Linked DNA regions of Mus musculus: region 2 is linked to region 1. Evidence: chromatin contacts called from public HiChIP or PLAC-seq data. All regions are on one chromosome and are shown on one strand. The core of a region is the stretch at or near the end of the contact, and the rest is flanking DNA. Distances in the headings are between cores, read along the strand shown. Region 1 holds the start of Dio3 (deiodinase, iodothyronine type III). Region 2 has its middle 4.4 kb from the start of Gm40575.

What was found. HiChIP or PLAC-seq counts read pairs in DNA pulled down with a chosen protein or histone mark.
Region 2: a contact with region 1 is called in a FOXA1 HiChIP or PLAC-seq map of pancreatic cancer cells. The contact joins the enhancer-like site here to the promoter of Dio3 in region 1. A contact is called at or near these places in 3 of 39 promoter capture datasets (embryonic stem cells, hippocampal neurons and stem cell-derived epiblast-like cells), 18 of 484 Hi-C or Micro-C datasets (the Patski cell line, embryonic stem cells, liver and 2 more), 2 of 115 datasets of contacts at active chromatin or transcription factors (kidney and pancreatic cancer cells) and 2 of 9 other capture datasets (adipose tissue and pancreatic islet).

The regions. Positions count from the first base shown.
Region 1 is chr12:110,276,344-110,281,566 of GRCm38.p6, forward strand. Dio3 (deiodinase, iodothyronine type III) reads left to right here and starts at 2,887. Exons shown (of 1, transcript NM_172119.2): 1 at 2,887-4,754. The coding sequence starts at 2,889. The coding sequence ends at 3,803. Dio3os (deiodinase, iodothyronine type III, opposite strand) reads right to left here and starts at 1,725. Exons shown (of 4, transcript NR_002866.2): 1 at 1,640-1,725; 2 at 1,208-1,406; 3 at 283-1,083. Mir1247 (microRNA 1247) reads right to left here and starts at 1,786; the gene lies at 1,705-1,786.
Region 2 is chr12:110,197,913-110,203,135 of GRCm38.p6, forward strand. No RefSeq gene overlaps it. Among named protein-coding and RNA genes, the nearest start is that of Gm40575, 4.4 kb to the right of the region's middle. Within about 2 kb of position 3,234, at least 12 of the 459 cell types and tissues checked have an H3K27ac peak or open chromatin away from gene starts, as enhancers often do. A contact at or near this core is called in pancreatic cancer cells, where this site is marked.

The DNA.
Region 1 (5,223 bases), core at 1,637-4,136:
GAGGCCTACACCCCTCATGGATTTCAGAAGAGTCTTGGCCTTGGGCCAGTATTCATGTTCTAGACCACTGGGACAAGACAAGATAGTTTAAGTAACTGGTAGAAAGGCTGAGAACTACAGCTAGTTAGGGGTGCTCCCCTGAAGGGCATGGGAAAAGAGGACTGGGGAGGAAAATAGAGATGAGGAGGAACCGCAGAAAGGTAGGGAGCACTGGTGTGGTTGTCAAGCCAGGTATGTGTCCCCAAAGCCAGAATCACTGGCACCCCTTGGGTCTTTCCTCACCTGTACAGGATGCCAGGGAAGTCGAAGGCCTGGGTTCTTCATCCAAGGCTCTGGAATCCTGAGGTGTGGGGTGTAGCCTATTTCCCACACAACACCCGCCCCTGTCCAGAAATGTGGATGGCAGGGTTTCCCAAGTGTCCCATATCAGAAAGGGGTGATGTTCAGGGGTGACTGGTCCCATAGAGCAGGACCAGAAGGACTTCTATCTGTCCCAGACTATGGCTGCCACATGGCATATGCACCTACACACATAATGCGAGAAGGGGAGGATCGGCCTCATATCCCTGTCCCAGGTCCTTATAGGAAGAAGCAGGACACAAGCCCTAGACTGGTATCTCCCAGAGATGAGGGGATCTTGGGCTGAAGAGAACTATCTCTTGCTCTACCCAAGACAGCGCCCAGAAGCTCCCAATCTGTCTCTCAGACTCTCCAGCCAGAGTCTCTTCTCACTTTACCACCTAAGTCTGAAAGAGAGTGGGGGGGGGGTTGATCTGTAAGCTCAGAGGAGCCCTGCTTAGGGATAGAACCATGAGTGGAACCCCCAGCCAGGCACGTTCAGGGAGATTTCTGAAGTCCTCCTGAAAGACCTTACAAAGAGTGCTAGAAACAGCAAAGGAGTCTGATGGCTTCCTTCAGGTGGGAAGTGCTGATGTTTACTCCCTTGCCCCCAGAGCAGAGACATCCTCTGACCCAGAGGGAGAAGAGCCACTTTCACAGGCTGTTCACAGGCAGCACACTCCAGATCCAGCTGCTCTGGCGGCCACAGGTCCCGCGACCGAGGGACTCCCTGGGCAGAGCATCCTGCCAGGACAGCAGAAACCAGGTGGTGAGGGCGGGCGCCTACCTGGGCGCCCTCTGGGCTACTTGAGGTCGACTTTTCCGGACAAGTTCCATGGCTAATGGAAAGTGGTCTGACTGTGCTCACCCTCCCGAGACGCCAGCGCGGTCTCTGGTAGAGAAAGTTAGGTAGCTGGTCTCTCCCGAGAGGGCGATGCATGGGACGCAAGCAGCTGGAGCTGTAGTATCCGGCTGGGGTCCCGTTACCCCAGAGAAGGCCCCTGTGAGTGCTGGAGCATTCTAGGGAGTGCGATTCTTAGGCGCTGCCTTCGGGTTGAGGCCTTGACCTGAGGGGTCATTGTGAGGTGTATCTAAAGTGGAACTTGCTTAGGGTCTCGAGGACCCCAGGTCAAGCAGCCCCGCCGCCCCTGAACCCAAGTCTCCAGCAGTGCGCCACGCGCAGAGACAGATTAGGAGGTCTGCGCCGCTGTGGCAGAGCCGACCAGAGCCCCACGCTGTTGGGGAGTTGCCCCGCACCCCTAAAAAGCCTCAGCACACGTTCCCTGTTGAAAGTACGCACTTTACGCGTCCGGGCGCCTCCGCGGTTGAGTCGGGCCGCCGCGCTCCGAGTTCGCGAAGGTGGCTCAGTTCGGGCGCTCCAGTCTCGACGTTCCCGGGGCAGAGAGCAACGTCCGGGGACGAACGGGACGGGTGCGCCCGGCGGCCGGGGCTGCGCCGGGCGAGGCAAGCGGCGAGAGGGGAGCGCTCCCGCGTTCAGGCAACAGCTACCCCTAGTGGGAGAGCCGCCCGGGGCCGGCGCCGCCCCGCGCCCGCTGCCCCGCGCCCCGCGCCCGCAGCGCCCCGCGCCCAGGGCGTCCCGGAGCCGGCCGAGGGCGAGGCCCGGCGTCGCTTGCCGCGACTCTCCGGGTCTCCCGAGCTGGGCGCCAGCCCACCCGCGGGCCCTGCCCTCGGCACCTCCGGGCTGGAGCCGAGGGGCAGCTGACCCGGGAACCGCGGCGTCCGGCGGGAGCGAGATGGGACGGGGCGGGCGCGGCGCGGACTGGGGCGGCGCGCGGCAAGCTCGGGCAGCGGCGGGGGGCGCGGAGCGCGGTGTGCGTGGCGGGGCGGTGCGGGGGGCGGCCGTGTGCGAGGCGCGAGTGTGAGCGCGCGCGGGAGGCGGGCGGACGGGCTGCGGCAGTCGAGCGGCGCCCGCGGGCGAGCGGGGAAGGCGGCGGGAACCCAAAGTTGCCTCCTCGCGGGCCCGCGTCCCCGGCGGGGCTGCAGCCGGGGGCCGGCCGAGCGGCGGCCGCAGACCTGGACTCCCGCGGTACCTGGGCAGCGACCCCGCACGAGCAGCAGCAGCGTGGGCGGCGTTGGCGGCGGCGCGCGGGAAGCGAACCGGAGCTCCGGCGCGGCGCTGCGGCCGCCGGGGAACTCAGCTCAGGTGCGCGGCGAAGAGGGCGCGGGCTGGGACCCGCCCGCTGGGACCTAGGAGGTGCGAGGCGCTTGCGCGGGTTACACCATTGCCACCACTGACTGCTTGGCTCTGAGATCGGGCTCCTAGTCCCTGGACACAGCGGCTTCGGGGTCCCCCGCCCCTGAGAGCGGGCTGCGGGACTCAGGCCCGCCCCTGCCAGCCCCGGGACGCACCGCTCCACCCTCGACCAGCCTGCGCCCGCCCTCGACCCAAGATTTCTGGGGCATTGGCCGCGCCTCTGGGTGATCCCTCCGGGCTCAAGTTGCAAGGGGGCGGGCCCCGGTCGGAGGTGGAGTCTCCCGCCAATTCAAGCTTTGACTATAAATTGAGCTCCCAGAGCACCGAGGACCAGATGCCTCGCCAGGCCGCCTCGAGGTTGGTGGTCGGAGAAGGTGAAGGGCCCCCGGGGGCTTCGGGGCCCGCGGCCACCATGCTCCGCTCTCTGCTGCTTCACTCGCTGAGGCTCTGCGCCCAGACCGCCTCGTGCCTCGTGCTGTTCCCGCGCTTCCTAGGCACGGCCTTCATGCTCTGGCTTTTAGATTTCTTGTGCATCCGCAAGCATTTCCTGCGCCGTCGCCATCCTGACCACCCTGAGCCCGAAGTAGAGCTCAACAGTGAAGGCGAGGAGATGCCCCCTGACGACCCGCCCATATGCGTATCAGACGACAACCGTCTGTGCACCCTGGCCTCTCTCAAAGCCGTGTGGCATGGCCAGAAATTGGATTTCTTCAAGCAAGCCCATGAGGGTGGCCCAGCGCCCAACTCGGAGGTTGTCCGACCTGATGGCTTCCAGAGCCAGCGCATCCTCGACTACGCACAAGGGACCCGCCCGTTGGTGCTCAATTTTGGCAGCTGTACCTGACCACCGTTCATGGCGCGGATGAGCGCCTTCCAGCGCCTGGTCACCAAGTACCAGCGCGACGTTGACTTCCTTATCATCTACATCGAGGAAGCCCACCCATCCGACGGCTGGGTCACCACAGATTCACCCTATGTCATCCCCCAGCACCGCAGCCTGGAGGACCGTGTCAGCGCAGCGAGAGTACTACAACAAGGTGCACCTGGCTGTGCTCTGGTCCTGGACACTATGGCCAACTCTAGCAGTTCCGCATATGGTGCCTATTTTGAGCGCCTCTACGTCATCCAGAGTGGCACCATCATGTACCAGGGAGGCCGTGGCCCCGACGGTTACCAGGTGTCTGAGTTGCGCACTTGGTTGGAGCGCTATGATGAACAGTTGCATGGTACTAGGCCACATCGATTCTAAATAACCAAGGGACAAGTGACTGAATTGGTGGGCCGGGTCTCCTGGGCCTTCGAAGCCCACGTGCAAATGCTCCAAAGAAAGTCAAAGGTTGTGGGGGATCCCCATGACACAGATGAGCACAGCCACAGAACTCAGGCTGAGTCTGGCTAACTTGAGACTCTGCTATAGTGACTCCCTTTTGTACGTTTTTGGCTTGCTCTCAGGAGCATTGCTGTGGCTCGAACTGACAGCTTTGTCCCTGCTGGAGTTTACCTGCTGGACTTTCTGACACCAGGTCTCCAGCGCTGCTTCGGCAAAGCGCGAAAGTCCCCAGCATTTCACAGCTCGGACTTGTTGGCCACGCCCGCGCGCCCTGAGCGCAGCTGGGTTCCAGCAGCGCCTCAGGCTCTAGCTAGTTGCCTGGCACCCACCTGTCGAGCGCAGGGAGTCCTGCTGCTTTTGTGTTTATTTCTTATCCCTGGGTTGGGGGAGGGGCTCGAGATAGGGAAAGGGTGGGCAGGGTAATTTCCCCGCCTAGCTTTGGGTGCGCTGGAGCCCTGGCTGCTGATGACGAACCGCCTCTAACTGGGCTTGACCACGGGTCGGCTCTGAATTGCAGAGAGGCTCGAAACAGCGCCTAAAGTAAGAGGGGGAGAGTGCTCTGGGTTCCACAGGGAACCGTCGAAAAAGGGGTGGAAGAGGGACATGGTAAGGGATGGACTTCGAGACCAAAGGAAGTGGCTTGGGGAATCAATCTGCGAGGTTCGCAGGTCCCCAGGAGGGATGCGAGAACTTTTTGGAGAAGGGATTAGTTCTAAGACAAGGAGAAGGGGAAGAACTTGGGAGTCCTAGGCAGAAAGCGCGGGTTGTGGGGCGGGGTGAAGACCAATCAGTGAATGTTGTGTTGGAAACATTCCTTGTGTATAAACTTTTAAGCTACAATAATAAAGACTTGAAGGAAGTTGCTCTGATTGCCTTTGGTCCGTTTATTTTCTCGTGTCTTTGAAAAACCAAAAAGAACTAAACACAAATTTCTCCCTGGCATCCCCATAGTGACTCTAGGGGAAAGTAGGGACGGGAAAGAACCCAGGTCCTGCAGGGGTGGGGGGGGGCTGGAGATGGGCGGAGGAGGAAGGAGTTTCCCTGGGATGGCAAATGCACTTACACGTGCCACACCTGCGCAGAGAACTTCAGGCCAGAAGAAGACTCATGAGAGACCCATGAGGAGATTGGTGAGGCAATGGGGTGATCATTTGCTATGGTGCGCGAGCGCAGTAAGACAATTTTAGCGCTGTCTAACTTTTCCCAGCTTTGGGTGGTATGGGGAGAAAGGTGCTGTGTAAGGCGAGACTGGACCTCCAAGCTCGCCCCCTGGGTTACCATTGCACCCCTGGCCCAGCCCTCCTTAGCAGTGTCGCACCTGTGGAATTGTCTACCACCA
Region 2 (5,223 bases), core at 1,984-4,483, 78 kb before region 1:
AGGCGCCAAGGCTTGGGGACACTTTGATAGCATCCCGATTGTTTCTTCCACCAACTCCCTACAGGCCTCAACCCTCTCCCCTCGATATAGGGCGAAGTTTAAAAAAAAAATGACAGCGTTTTACTTTGAAATGTAGTAAAACACAGTAAAGGAATCCCAGACTCATTGTCCCTAGCCAGAGATCTTCTGTTGGCAGTTTGTAAAATAAAGTCAGATAAGCACCCAGGGGGAAATTCAAGGGGACTGGAAAGGTAGAAGGAGAAAATGAGACTGGAAGATCCCTCAGCTGGAAAAGTGCTGGAGCTTGCTGGCCAGCTGTCATGGGGGAGTGGGGTCGATCACAGGGAGGGGGGCAGAGGAACAGAGGAAGGAAGGAAGAGAGGAAGTTGTCATCGTCTCTGGGCTCCATCCTCATTCATTCATACATACACACTCACACATACACACACACACACACACACACACACACACACACACACACACACACACACACACTATGGAAACAAGAGCCAGGAGCATGACCCAGCAGGTTAAAACATCTACTGCATATGCCTGAAGACCTATAAGAGCTTAATCTCATGGAGGTGTTATCTGTAATCCCACCATCTTTTAATAACGTAGGAGGCTGAGATAGAAGACTTCCCTTGAAGGTCATAGCCAGCTAGCCTGGAAGAGATGTCACATGGGATAAAGCAAAAGAGACTCTGCCAGGTGAGGACTGACACCCGAGGCTGTCCTTGGTCCTCATGTGTGCACAAGGTAACAGACACATACCTCTTTGCCCTACGTGTACACATGAGCACACATATATAACACACACACACACAGGAATGAAAACGTTTAAAGAAGAATGAGTAGATCTTGCCTCGTCCGTACTCTCCCACATCCTCACCACCATCAATAAGGAGACAAGACCTCAGGGCCACATCCCACCTCATCATAGACCACCTCTACTGCCTAGACATGGCCATCCCCTCCCTAGTCCTCAGTCATTTACTCACAAAGTGGATGGAAAGCTACCACCCACCTCCTGGGGCCTGCTGAAGGCTCGCTGAAATAAGGGAACTCAGAATGAGATTTGTCATGTTTTGTGTGTCTGATGATGACATAAATGATGACATAAACAGCCATTGCCTGGTCTTCTAGAAGCATATACCACTGTCTGTTTTTCTTTTTATTTAATGCCCCCCAAACGGGCCACGCTTTGTCTCATCTATTGCTTTCTTTTCTGTGATAAATATCCATCCATCCTGGTACACGCAGGTGCACCTTACACATGGACACAAACCTCAGGTCTGTGTGCCCCAGCATTTGCTGATCTCAGCGTGCACACTGAACCATCCACACTGTGTGTGTTTAGCCTGTTTGGGTTTAAACGTCCATTGACATGACACAAATGAAGGTTCCATTTCCCTCAGGCCTCTACGAGGCCTGCGCATCAGCTGGGCATCCTCCAGTCTGGATACTTAGCCCTTGGTGGCTAAGGGCTTCTGTAGAGATAGAGGCTAAAGGTCTGTAGCTACGCATGGTCCCAACATTTAATATGAGAGCAGACATGAGAGTCCATATGGGCCAACAAAGACCATGGCGGTGCAGTGAGGAACACCAGGCTCTGGAAGAACTCAGGGTGCCCTAGGGAAACAGTTTCGGCAAGCTTTGACCTGCATCCAACACCCAGAGGATTCTTCAGACTAAAGTGCCTGACCTGAGCCTAGAGCAATTGACTAAGACCTTACCAGTCGACTCTCTCTGGAGCTTTCCTGAGTCCGCCCTCTAGCACCAGCTTTGGGGACCCCTCGGGGAAGCCTGTAGAACTAGGGTCCTCACTGTGCTCTCTCAGCAGTTCAGTTCCAATCTGCCTTGTGGAAACATCCAGACACCCTCTGAGCAGGGATGCTGATGGAGCTGATCCAGGTCATCCATGCTTTCAGCCAGAAGACCAGGATGCCTCTTATCACCCCAGTGGGACTCAGAGAATATTTTAAAAAGAGACTCCTTGCCTGTGGGATTCTGCCTAGGTCCTCTGTCCATGTGATATGGATGAGTAGCTTGGTGTTGAGCTTATGGGAATCCTAACAGTTGGAGTGGCTGACTCTTGTCTATCCATGGGACCCTTTTCTGCCTGCTGGACCGCCTCACCCAGCCTTGGTGTTATGGTTTGTGCCTGGTCTTAATGAAGCGTGTGGTGCCACATTTAGTTGATACTTCTGGGAGGCCTGCCCTTTTCTAAGGGGAGGTAGAGTGGAAGATCAGTGTGGGGGAGAGAGGAGGAGGAAGGAGGAGGAGGAAGAGGAGGGGGGACTGTAGTTGGGATATATCAAAGAAGAGCAAGGAAGGAAAAAGACAAGAGGCTCCTAGAATGTCTTCTGACGATCAAGTCTGCTTCTGTCTGCAGGGCCAGGAAGCCAGATAAAGAGCGCGTGTTACTGGGGGCCAGTTCTGTTCGGGCATCTGAGCATGACTTTAGAATGGGAATGGATTGGCTCCAGAGAACAGTTTTCCCTCCCAGATATATAGGTGGGCCTCAACCAATCAGTTGCCAGGCTGGAGAGAGCAAAAGGTAGACCCACCTCCCAGTACTAGGGGATCCGTTCTACCTAACGGCTTTGCACTAGGGCATCTAGACTTTCCCTTGTGTCTGAGACTGAACCGAAGGCTTAATGTCTAAGCCTGAAAGTCTAAGATCCAGGGGCCTGTCTGTTTGGTTCTGGTAAAAGACTAACTTGGTTTGCCACATGTTGGCTGACCTCTCTGTCCAGACAAGACACGGAGGGAGAGGGAGGGGCAGAGAAAGAGAGAACGTACTGGGGATACCGCTCTGTTGATAGACTGCTGGCCAGGCCTACACCAAGCCCTGGATTCATTCTGCAGAGTGCCAGCTCTCTGCAGACAGAGGAAGAAGGGTCCGATGGTCAAGATTGTCCTTAACTCCATAGTGAGTTTGAGACCAGCCTGGGCCACATGAGATCCTGTCAGATAAAGGAAGACAGAGACATTTTGTTTCTATAAAGGCGCTAATCCACCCAAGGGACTCCACCATCATGAGCTCACCCCCTCCTAAAGGCCCCCCACTTCCTAATTATTTGCACCAGGGACTTGGGATTCCAAGTTGTGAAAACTTGGGGGGTGACTCATTCAGGCAGCTAGCGATTGACCTTTCTGAGACTCAGGCACAAGGCAACCTCCCTGTTCTCCCTGGGCTCCAGCTCGCCCAGTGCATGAGTCAGCCAGCACCTTGTACAAATGCACCATTTTATTGGCCGTCCAGAGAGCACAGCCTCCCAGGTGGCAAGGGGACTTCTTAGGGAGAGCCTGAGATTCAGTTCATTGGTTAAAATATTTACACTAGTTTAATATTCTTATCTGTTTCAGGTGGGATCTGGCAACTTCTGCCAAGTATGGTCTTCTCGACAACAAACGTTCTTCCTCAGCCCAGTGTCTGTACTCAGCCTTCCTCAGCCTGGCCCCTCGACCTGCTGCATAGACAGCTTAGCCACCAGTGTGTTCTGGAGTCTTTACATCAGCACCCACAGCCACCAGTTCCTAGGTCCACACACGAAACCCAGGCCTCCACAGGTCACGTCTTTCACATCTAGGTCTTCATCCCACAAGGCTTTGGGTGTCCCTGGTGACATTTAAGGTGATCAGGGATGACAGAAGAAAGGAAAACTCCTGGAGAGAGTGTATAAGCACCTGGGACAGGGCTTAGGGACATGCGCTTTAGCTTCTGTAGCCAAAGGATAAGCCATGGGGGCGATGGGTACCAAGCTTCATTTCTAATTCCTTTATTTGTGGGGTTTCTCATGCTTGTAGCCAGAAGATGGAAAAGGCCAGGAAAGCCAAGAAGGCCCTGGGCACTGGATCCCTAGCTAGTAAAGTCACCTCCTCACAGGACGCCTAAGGACACTCACCCTCCTCGCTGGCCTCCCAACTCCGGGACAGTTCCCGGACTCCGAGATATTCCAGGGAAGGTAACAGAGATGGACTGGAGGGCATAGGAGGACAAACTTCCACTGACCATCCAGCCTAGCAAAGCTAGAAGCTGTCAAAAACATAAAAATTCCATTTATAAACAAGATCAAATTATTTGATTGTGAAACCAGGGTCCGTGGAATTTGAAATAATTTAATATGAAACAATATCGTTTGAAATGCTGACCAGCCAAAGACCTGGAGATAGGAGGGAGCTGAATGGTCCTGTGCCCAGACATGGAACCCAGCCTCGGGGAATATCAACAAACCCTTCCTTCAAGGAGCTAGGTTCAGAGTCTGCTATGAGGCTGGCCCAGGCCAGGTTCTGCCAGCAAGCCTGTACCCTGCCATCTTCCTGGAGGGTACAAACTAGACAGTTGGCAAAACTCATACAGTCAGATACTGTCACCAGACAGCAAGGAAGAAATGAGGAGGTGATATGTGAGGACAGGAGGGAGATACGTGCAGAACCTAGGAATATAAGCTGTTAGTCTCAGGGACAGTTGGAGAGGCTATGGGGACTACAGTAGAGCAATAAGCATGGAGCTCAGAGATCAAAGAGGTATGCCCTCGGGAGGACACGCGGGACTCCTGGGCATGTGCAGCCCCGGGTCTGTCGTGTACGGCCAATGTGATGAGCAAGCAAGGTGCTACCACATCCTGGCTCCCTCCTCTGTAGATCAAAAAGAATCACAGACCACTCTCTCTGAGTCTCAAGAGGCTCAGCTGTCATTCCTGTAACATCCCAGAGCTGTGGTTCCAGGTAGGCAGAGCCCCTTCCAGGGAGAGCATGGGATGCAGGCAATACTATCTACAGATCCCTGCAGCTAGAAGCAGCAGACAAAGCCCTTCAGCCTGGCTAGTGCCTTTGCAGTATATGGGGTTGGGCTAGCTCAGGATCCTGTACATAGTCTAGCCTCGGTAATGGGAGTGGGCCCCTTGGGCCTCAGAGGAAGGTACAGGTATATATAACCCTTGAAGCTGGTGAGTCTGGAAGGGACAGTGAAGGCAAGACTCAGAGGGGCTTGATGCCCCAGCCCTCTGCCCCTGCAGAAACACTGCTAGGCTAGGAATCTTTCAGGAGTGTAATAGCAAGAAAAACAAATCCAAGAAATCCAGACAACACACGTGCAGACGGGAACTTTTATGTCAGCTCCAAAAACCCGGGTGGGCTTGTAACACAGTGGGGAGATGCAGGCTCGCTGTGTTTAGAAAACTCAAGCTGGCCTTGTCACATGAGGGGAACGCAAAG